Linked DNA regions of Mus musculus: regions 2 and 3 are each linked to region 1. The links are chromatin contacts, called in public Hi-C maps. All regions are on one chromosome and are shown on one strand. The core of a region is the stretch at or near the end of the contact, and the rest is flanking DNA. Distances in the headings are between cores, read along the strand shown.

Region 1 (2,700 bases), core at 120-2,619:
CCCTGCCCCTGGCTCCCAGGCTGTGGAGATGGAAAGCAGATCTTCCTGACTGGTTAACTTCGGTAGAGATGATAAGGCTCCCACGGAGGCCACCGCCACTGTATCCTTTCCCTGTGCTCCTTGGGGAGCTGGAGACTCCATACGGTTCTCATTTGCAGCTCGTTCTTGAGGAGGCCTCATTTCCTCACCACACACTCCTGATGTGGCCAGGGTCTCCCTCCCCCAACCGGTGGGGACGGGGCAGGGCCTTCTCCACGCCCCTCCTTCGGCCTCTGCCCTTTCTCTGCATCCTCCTCCCCAAACCCTTCAGGTCTTTCCATTTCTGCTCCCCGCACCCAGGGGACTGTGGTCTGGACTGGAACTGACAGTTGCCTTGACAGAAATGCCCTTTCTAAAAGTTTTCCTCACTACCTAACCCGGCGTGTGTGGAAAGTCTGGGGGTGGCCAGTACGAACATTACATCCCATTGGATGGCGCCTCCTGTGGTCATGAGATCCACCAAAGTCCCAACAGGGCAGTTTGTCAAGACTTCCCTGGCTAGAAGGCTCCAGTGGCCTTCATTTCCACACCTTTGCCCCTCTGCTCCCCAAACAACTTGCACTCCACACCTCTCAGAACTTTGATCTCTCAGGGAGCCAATGGAGCTGCGAAGAGAAAGGAAAAAAGAGCAGCGGGCCCACGCTCGGGCTAACTGATGGGTTTATTGTTCACCTCTCGACGAGGAGCAGGGAAAGGAAGAAAGTGAGAGCGGGCGGAAGTGTCGAAGCCTCCCAGCCCACGAGTTTTGAGTGGCGGTGCGCTTCATCCCTCTGAGCCTGTCTCCTTGTCTGTAAACCAGGCAAGTGGGTGGAGTTCTGGGTGATACTGGGAGTAATGGGCACAATACCAGGCGCAAAACGAGTGCTGTTCTCAATAAGGTGTTGTTCTGAGGGCCCAAAGTCACAGGGGACTTTCTTCTCCCGCACTGGCTGCTGCTTTAGGTCTAACCTCGGCTTTTCACTAGCCAGAAGACCCCGTTCTCTTCTCTTGATTGGCAGTTCTCTGGGTCTTAGTCAGCTAGGACCTGGCTGGGGTTCAGGGGTTCTGGTGCCTGCCTCAGTTGCCTGAGGTCCCTTTAGCCCATAGAGAAAAGCCACAGTAGGGCTGGCCCTCCGAGGCTGCCCCTTCAGGGTACTCCTTTTGTCTCAGGCTGGACCCAAGATGAATAGCAGTAATGAGGAGATCAAAGCAGTTTCCAAGGGCTTGGCCTGAGGGGACCCCTTTGATGTGCCAGCATCCCTTCAACCCCCACCATCACCCTGGAGTCCTTGCCTTTCCTTCCGGTTTGTTCCCCAGCCAGGCCAGCCAGGCAAGCCGTGCCTGTGGCAGGGACCCATTTGTTTACTGAATGAGCGGCTATGGAGGTTAGCGCCGGTGGTGCTCGGTGGACTGCAGCAGGCCAGGCTGGTGAAACCCAGCAGGTTCCACGTGAGCTTCTCTCGCAAAAACGAAAAACAAAACAAAACAAAAGACAGAAAAAGGAAAAAAAAAAACCCACAAAAACAGAAAATGTGAATCCCAATCTGTTTGTAAAGGAAGGATGCACCGCCAGCAAACACTGGCTGCCTGCCTCTGGGCTCTAATTAGATGCAGATCCTGCTGAGTCTCCCAGACCTTGGCCGGGGGAAGGCTGGGATAATCTCCACTCCGCCACCCCCCCCCCTTTTTTTTTTTTTTTTTTTTTTTTTTTTTTGTCAAGGGTAGGCGCTCCTGTGAGGGTTTACCTGAAGAGGCCGAAGTATTTTCCCTAGGGTCTGAGTGAGAGCTTCGGTGGGCAGGGCCACCGGCTGCACTCCCCAGTGAGAAGGAAAGTGGGGTTGAGGCCTCCCTGCTTCTAACAGGTCACCAAGCTCCATTAGTCTGCTCTGGGAGTCTGGTCCCTCCTGCTAAAGGCCATAGTTCACCTCCTGGTGGGGACATATCCCTTGCCAGAGGAAAACAGCTGTTCAGAGATAGGAAATATTTGGGAGAGCAATGCTAGGGGGGGAGGGAGCCCCTCTGCCCCCACCTGTTCCTGGGAAACAGATAAATGGAGTCTTCTGACAACTGCTTGTTCACCATCCCCCCCTACCCCTAACTCCACGCCCACCTTGCCTCCCACTGGGTTTGTAGCTTTGACTATCCTGCCTGTAGATCTGGCTGGCCTTGAACTCAGAGAGTCTGCCTGTTTCCTAAATGCTGCGATTAAAGGCATGTGTCATCCCCAACACACACACACACACACACACACACACACACACACACACACACACCTCTGTAACTTGTGTTGGTCTGAAACTTCCTAAGTTGGCCCAGGCTGGCCTCAAACTTTTGATTCTCACCCCCTCTCCCCTGGCGCGCTGGGATGATAGACAGGTTTCATCTTACGTACAAGGCTGCTATAAAGCTTTTATAATGGCAAGGGTTCAGGGAGTGGCTCTTTCTACAGCAGTGGGGCCTACAGCCTGAGGTGCTAGGAGCCAATATGAACAGACCAAAACTCCTACCACTATCACAACTTGCACTGTAGGGGCCCTGGGACTGACAGGAGACAGCATAACAAATAACAGAGGCTTGCTACAGCAAAAGGAAAAAGACAGAAAGGGCAGAGGGAGGGGACAATGAGCTGCTAGGACAGTGACTGTATTGAATAGGGTGATCAGAGAATCCTCTTGAAGGTGA
Region 2 (2,700 bases), core at 50-2,549, 150 kb before region 1:
CACAGGCGCCAGGCGCTGCTGGGAGAGGATACTCAGCCTGCCCCCCTCCCGGCTGAATACTTGCTTTGTTCCGGGAAACGGGGGAAGCATTAGGCTGCTAACCCCTGGGGAAACACAAAACTTTGAATCTCAGAAAAGGCGGTTGAATGTATTTCGAAGTTCCAGAGATCGGTCAAGGAAGGGAAAAGCAGATGGCGGGAGATCAGGAGACTTGCGAGAGAGGCCAACTGACGATGTGGGAGGAAAACAGCTCAGGGTGACCAGGCCGGAGTCTCGGGAACTCAACTCAGAGTGATGGTGCTTCGCGAGTTCCAGCGAACAGCGGGCTAGGCCAAGTGGTGCCTGCCCAGTCGGCGGCCGCGCCAGCTTCCTGCCCTGCCCAGGACCGCAGAGCAGTCAGGGACGCCACCTCTGGCTGGCTTGGTATCGCAGGAGGATGAGGGTATACAAATAAACCCCGAATCTCTGCAGCTCCCCTCCTCCATCTTCCGCAACACAGTGGACCCAGGCCAATTGGTGGGTCATCCGTTTTAGGTTTTCAACCTGGGGTGAATGGGAAAGGTTTGGTGAGCTAGCCATTACGGTTGGGTCAGTCTGAGCTATCTTAGGTCTCATTCGTTGACTGCCTGTCCCATCAACTCCCACTCCACCCTACCCAATCCGTCTCCAACTAGCTGAGGGCACCACTAGGTTAGCGATATAAGGTCTAACAGGCAAAAGGACGAATGGGTGAGACTGCCACCTCTCACTTAGCCTTCCTAACATTCAAGGGAGGGGAGGGCACCTAGGCTCTGTCCTATCCCCCGTAGGACGCTCCCCTCCGTCTCGGAAGCTCAGACTGCTAACGAGGGTTTCCCCCTTCCCCGTGGGCTCACAAGGTTTCTAACTTCCTCTAAACCTCCCTCCTCGCTCTGAAAAGCCCCGAGGAGAAGAGCAGAGAGGAAGCGAGCCGCTAGTGTGCTAAATGAAGACCATGTGTGAGGGTGGCGGCATCAGAGTGCCGCGGCCGGGGAAGGGGGTGGTGAAGGCCGGTGTGCGGCCCACGGCTGGCTCCTGGTCGAGGCAGCCAGCGCCTGGGCTTTGGGGGACGCAAAGCCGCAGCAAAGTACTGCTAGGATAGCCTGGTGGCTGGCCACCGATGAGTGTGTGTGTGTGTGTGTGTGTGTGTGTGTGTGTGTGTGTGTGTGTGTGTGTGTGTGTGTGTGTGTGCGCGCGCGCGCGCGCGCGCTTGGTGGACAGGATCTGCCGCGCCTCGGGGGGCGGGGGCGGGGGCGGAGCCCTGACTTCCTGGGCCGCAGCTGCGACCCAGGGCGCAAGAGCAAATCGTGCTCCGCGGCGGCGGTGGCTCGGGCCCGCCACGCTTGCAGCTGAAAATCAACAAAGGGAGGCGGCAGGCGAGCGGGGGAGGGGCGCGGCTGAGCGCTCGCTGGCTGCTGTGGAATAATAAAAAATAATTAATAATGATAATAAGAGAAAAAAATCTGCCGGCTTTCTGGGCACTGGGTTTCCGTGCGGCTGCAGCGGGAGGCGCGCTGTCCTTGACGCGGCCTCTCTCGCCTGGTCTGCCTGCCCCTCCCCCTCCCTTGCCCCCTCCCCTTCCTGGGAACCGGGAAGAGAAAGGTCTGCAGCTGACAAATATTATCCATTCTCCCCATCGATCGCGGAGTGTACAGATGTGAGCGCTTGATGTGCCCGCGGAGCGGCGGATCCTCCCTGCTCTCTCGCCGCCCCCCTCCTCCCCCTTTGTTCTCCTCCCCTTTCCCTCTCTTTAAATAGATTTCAGGGCGCTGCCTGTTGGAGAGCAGCTGGCGATCTCTCCAGAGAGAGAGAGAGAGAGAGAGAGAGAGAGAGAGAGAGAGAGAGAGAGAGAGAGAGAGAGAGAGAGAGAGAGAGAGAGAGAGAGAGAGAGAGAGAGAGAGAGAGAGAGAGAGAGAGAGAGAGAGAGAAGCCCGAGGTGCCCTGTCACCAGCCTCCCCCTCCCCCACCTGCCCTTCCTGCTGTGAGCCCACCTCCCCTTTTTCCAGTTTCCAAAACAGAAAACACCAGGAACACCCACGTCCACTGCATCGCGAACCTTAAAGCCTTTGGACGCTTTGCGCTGTCCCCGCGCTGTTCCTTGTTTCTGTGAGGAAAAAGAGGAAAGCGCAGGGAGGTTACATAGCGCCATGGCAGAAGATCCAAGGGTCGAGATCTTTCCTCGGCAGCAGCAGGGACAGTGACCGGGTCACGCTAAGAGAGTACAGTTTACCCATTAGGGGTAGTAGGACAAGGCAGCCTCTTTATTCCTCTTCTGCAAATGGCAGATTAAGCCGGCAGCGCTCGGCTTCAAAGGACCCCGGCGGCGTTCTGCAAAGGGTTAACCCTTCGGCCCATAATCGCAGACACGCACTCACACTCACAGGCGCTCACGGTGCGCCCTCCCCGCTCTCCAGAGAGCTGGCCACGGCCCGCAGTGCACCCGGAGCTGGGGGAGTAGCTGGGGAGGGGGGAGGGGAGGGCTTAACCAGGCCGCTCAACTGAGCCGGGGCCACCTCGCCGTCTGTCACTTAAATGATTGTCCTCCGCTCCGCTCAGTGCGGTCAGTACGGGCTGTTAACAGGCAGTTGCAATCAGTTTCCGAAAGGTCAGCCAAGGTCCTCCGGCTCTCGCAGACGGAAGGCATTACGGAACCGCTTTTGTATTTGCAGGCACTTTAGAAAA
Region 3 (2,700 bases), core at 33-2,532, 210 kb before region 1:
CTAGCGCACGCTCAAGCCGGCGTTCCACTCGGAGGCACCGCCGGGCCCCAGGAGAGGCCAGACGAAGCGGCGGCGGCTGGGGGTTTTTACAGTTCTTTTCCGAGTCGAAAAAGAAAGCAGACGGGAACCCGCCGCCCTCCCCTTCCTGCTAGCGAGGTAACGCCGAGACGAGGTTCCCAGCTTCCAGCCCAGCACCCCCCCCCCCGCCTGACTCCCGACGCTCGGCGACGACCGCGCTCCCGCGCAGACACACAGAGGCTGCAAACTTCCACTCGTTCAACTCCCGATCCTCCCAACCCCTCGGGAGGCGGCAGGTCCTCCGTCGAGTCCCTCCCTCCCTGGTGCCCATGCGGGGGCCGCTTAGGTTGGCTGCATTTTTAATAACTTGCAGCTCTGATGTAAAACCGAAAGCGAGCAAGGTAGCTAAGCCTCCCAACGGGGGTCTACCGAAGTCGGAGGAGAAACCCTCGGAGGGAGGAGGTCGGCTGCAGTCCCCGGCGCGCCAGCCCGCCCGCGGCCCCCGGGGAAAGGTGTTCCGGGCACTGACCTGAAATCCCCAGTCGGGAAGTAGGCAGGGAGCCCTGCGATCCGGCGCTTTGAAGTTTTCCCCGGAGCGGAGTCCAGGCGGCGAGGAAGATCCGGGGGCGGCTGGCTGGGTGAATGTGTGCGGGGTCGGGAGAGGGCGGCTACGTGAAGGAGCCCGGCCGGGAAAGCGCAGCGAGCAGCAAAGTTTGGCTTCCTCTGGTGCCCGCAGTCCACTCCCAGCGCCGCGCTCGCTCGCCGCCGACTGCAGCCGCTCTGCTGCCCTCGGGGTCGGCCCGGCGGAGGGGTGGGCTCTGGGCCGCGTGGGGGTGGGGCGGGGCGGGGCGGGCTGCGAGCTTCAGGGCAGGTGGCGACGGCCCCGCGCGATCCTCTCCTCCCGCAGCTGGCCCGAGCTCTGTCACCCTCAGCAGCTCCCGCGCCGCCGCTGCCGCCCGCGCTCGGGCAAGAGCCCCAGCGCCATGTTGACGGTTCGCCGAGAGCGCCCGCTCGGGCTGGGTGTGTGTGTGAGTGTGTGTGAGCGAGTGTGTTGGCCAAGTCGTCCCTCCGCGGCGACAGCGCGGCTCGGGCTCTCCGCCCGGCGGCTCGCGTGCTCCCCCTCCGCCACCGCCGCCCGCCTCGCTCCCGCTCTCGGTCGTGCTCTGGGTTCCGGCGCGTCTCCCCCTCGGCCGAAGAGCTCGGTCGCCGTTCGGCCCGGAGCGCAGCTCTGCCTCACCTTGCCGCTGGGAGCTCAGGCTCCGTCTGCTGCCGCACGCCGCGATCCCAACGCGTCCCCCCTCCCAGGTTCCCTCCTCTTCCTCCTCCCCCTCCCTCCGCCCGCCCTCCCTCCCTCCCTCCCAACAGCCGCCTCCCCTCCCCCCTCAGGCGCAGCGCTCGAGCGACAGCCGCCCGCCCGCCCGCCGCCGCCGCCGCCTCCAGCTCTCGCAAGTTTGAGATCCCCAGTCTCCGCTCACCCTCCGCTGCGGCGCCTCCGCGGTGGGGTTTCGGGAGGGGGTGATTCCCCAGGAAAGGTTCGCCCGACTTTCCCCGGCCCTCACGGATTCCCAGCCGGGTGCATTGGGGCCTCGCCACATCTGAACCCCAAACCACCTGGGTGGCGGGTCGTGTCCTCGTACCCCCCCCCCAACTCTACCGCCCTCTGTCCTCTCCGTCCCAGCTCCGGCCGAGTTAGCATTCACGCCCAGCCAGGGCTCACGTCCTAGGGTATTGGAGACCGACTCCGCAGCGGCGACGGCTAGGTCGGCCAACAAATCCCCAGCCCCAAGAATGGGGGGCGGCGGGGCGGCGGGGCGGCGGGGGAGGCTTTCCCTGCCGCGCGCCGAGACTCCCCTTGCTACCCAGAAGGCCAGTGGAGGACCGCAATTACCATAAAGCGCCTCGCACTCCTCTCAGCCAAAGCTGTCAAACCCCAGCGGCAGGCGCCACTGCCTCCTCTCGCCACCAGCGCTGCGCTCTCCCGGCCTAGCGTCCCCTCCGAGAGCCAGCCCAGCAGAGCCTGAGTGCGCGTGGGCGTCCACCCCCACCGCACCTCGCCCCTTCTTCCCAGAGGAGCTACTTCCCCTTAAGGCGCTAAGAGCTACGTGAAAACACCACCACCCGCAACAGTGGCAGTTCCGCGCCCTTGCTCCCCGGACATTTCAATTGTGTGGGAATTGTGTTGAGGTGGGGGGCTGCTCTTGGGGACACAAGGGGGTGGGAGGACCATAAAGGGACCTGGGATGAGCCTGAGTTTCTCCCAGTTCTTAAGCATTTCACAGTCCGGACCTCCGATGGCTGGAAGGTCTGCCCTCGTCTCTCACCTCGGCCTCGTGAGAGTATCTCCCGCGTTTTATTTTACTTGGCCGGGAACAACTTTTGGCTTCACCGTTCAGCCCATAAATTTTCACTCGGTAACGTCGTGCAGATCAAGGCTCGGCGGCAGTGTACAGCCTGCGCCCGCAGCAGTTCAATCCAATTGACACGTATCGAGCTTCTCCTACGCACCAGGAGCAGCTCTGGGCGCCAGGGGGGGATGGGGGGCGGGGAAGGGCAGGCAAGCGAAAGGGGGAAGCCGAGAAGCGAGGTTCAGGCCTCCCCGGAATGCAGAGCCTCAAGGACGAACACCGCTCCAGTTTGAAAAGCTGGCGGGAAGGGAAGTCAAGGCACACAGGCTGGGAGCCC

Evidence for each region. A called contact is a pair of places that touch in the nucleus more often than the background predicts.
Region 2: a contact with region 1 is called in a Hi-C map of liver, with 2.8 times the contacts expected there. The contact joins two enhancer-like sites. A contact is called at or near these places in 11 of 484 Hi-C or Micro-C datasets (differentiating embryonic stem cells, embryonic stem cells and liver), 8 of 115 datasets of contacts at active chromatin or transcription factors (the SCID.adh cell line, embryonic stem cells and hepatocytes) and 1 of 9 other capture datasets (embryonic stem cells).
Region 3: a contact with region 1 is called in a Hi-C map of differentiating embryonic stem cells, with 2.3 times the contacts expected there. The contact joins the promoter of Bcor here to the enhancer-like site in region 1. A contact is called at or near these places in 13 of 484 Hi-C or Micro-C datasets (the G1E-ER4 cell line, cerebral cortex, differentiating embryonic stem cells and 2 more), 7 of 115 datasets of contacts at active chromatin or transcription factors (embryonic limb bud, embryonic stem cells and stem cell-derived neural progenitor cells) and 2 of 9 other capture datasets (adipose tissue and pancreatic islet).

The regions. Positions count from the first base shown.
Region 1 is chrX:12,286,567-12,289,266 of GRCm38.p6, forward strand. No RefSeq gene overlaps it. Among named protein-coding and RNA genes, the nearest start is that of Gm14635, 67 kb to the right of the region's middle. Within about 2 kb of position 1,370, at least 44 of the 459 cell types and tissues checked have an H3K27ac peak or open chromatin away from gene starts, as enhancers often do. A contact at or near this core is called in cerebral cortex, differentiating embryonic stem cells, embryonic limb bud and 2 more, where this site is marked.
Region 2 is chrX:12,134,327-12,137,026 of GRCm38.p6, forward strand. It overlaps a transcript of Bcor not described here. Among named protein-coding and RNA genes, the nearest start is that of Gm46687, 43 kb to the left of the region's middle. Within about 2 kb of position 1,300, at least 257 of the 459 cell types and tissues checked have an H3K27ac peak or open chromatin away from gene starts, as enhancers often do. A contact at or near this core is called in differentiating embryonic stem cells, hepatocytes and liver, where this site is marked.
Region 3 is chrX:12,079,271-12,081,970 of GRCm38.p6, forward strand. It overlaps Bcor (BCL6 interacting corepressor), which reads right to left and starts at 1,283. Exons shown (of 15, transcript NM_029510.3): 1 at 548-1,283.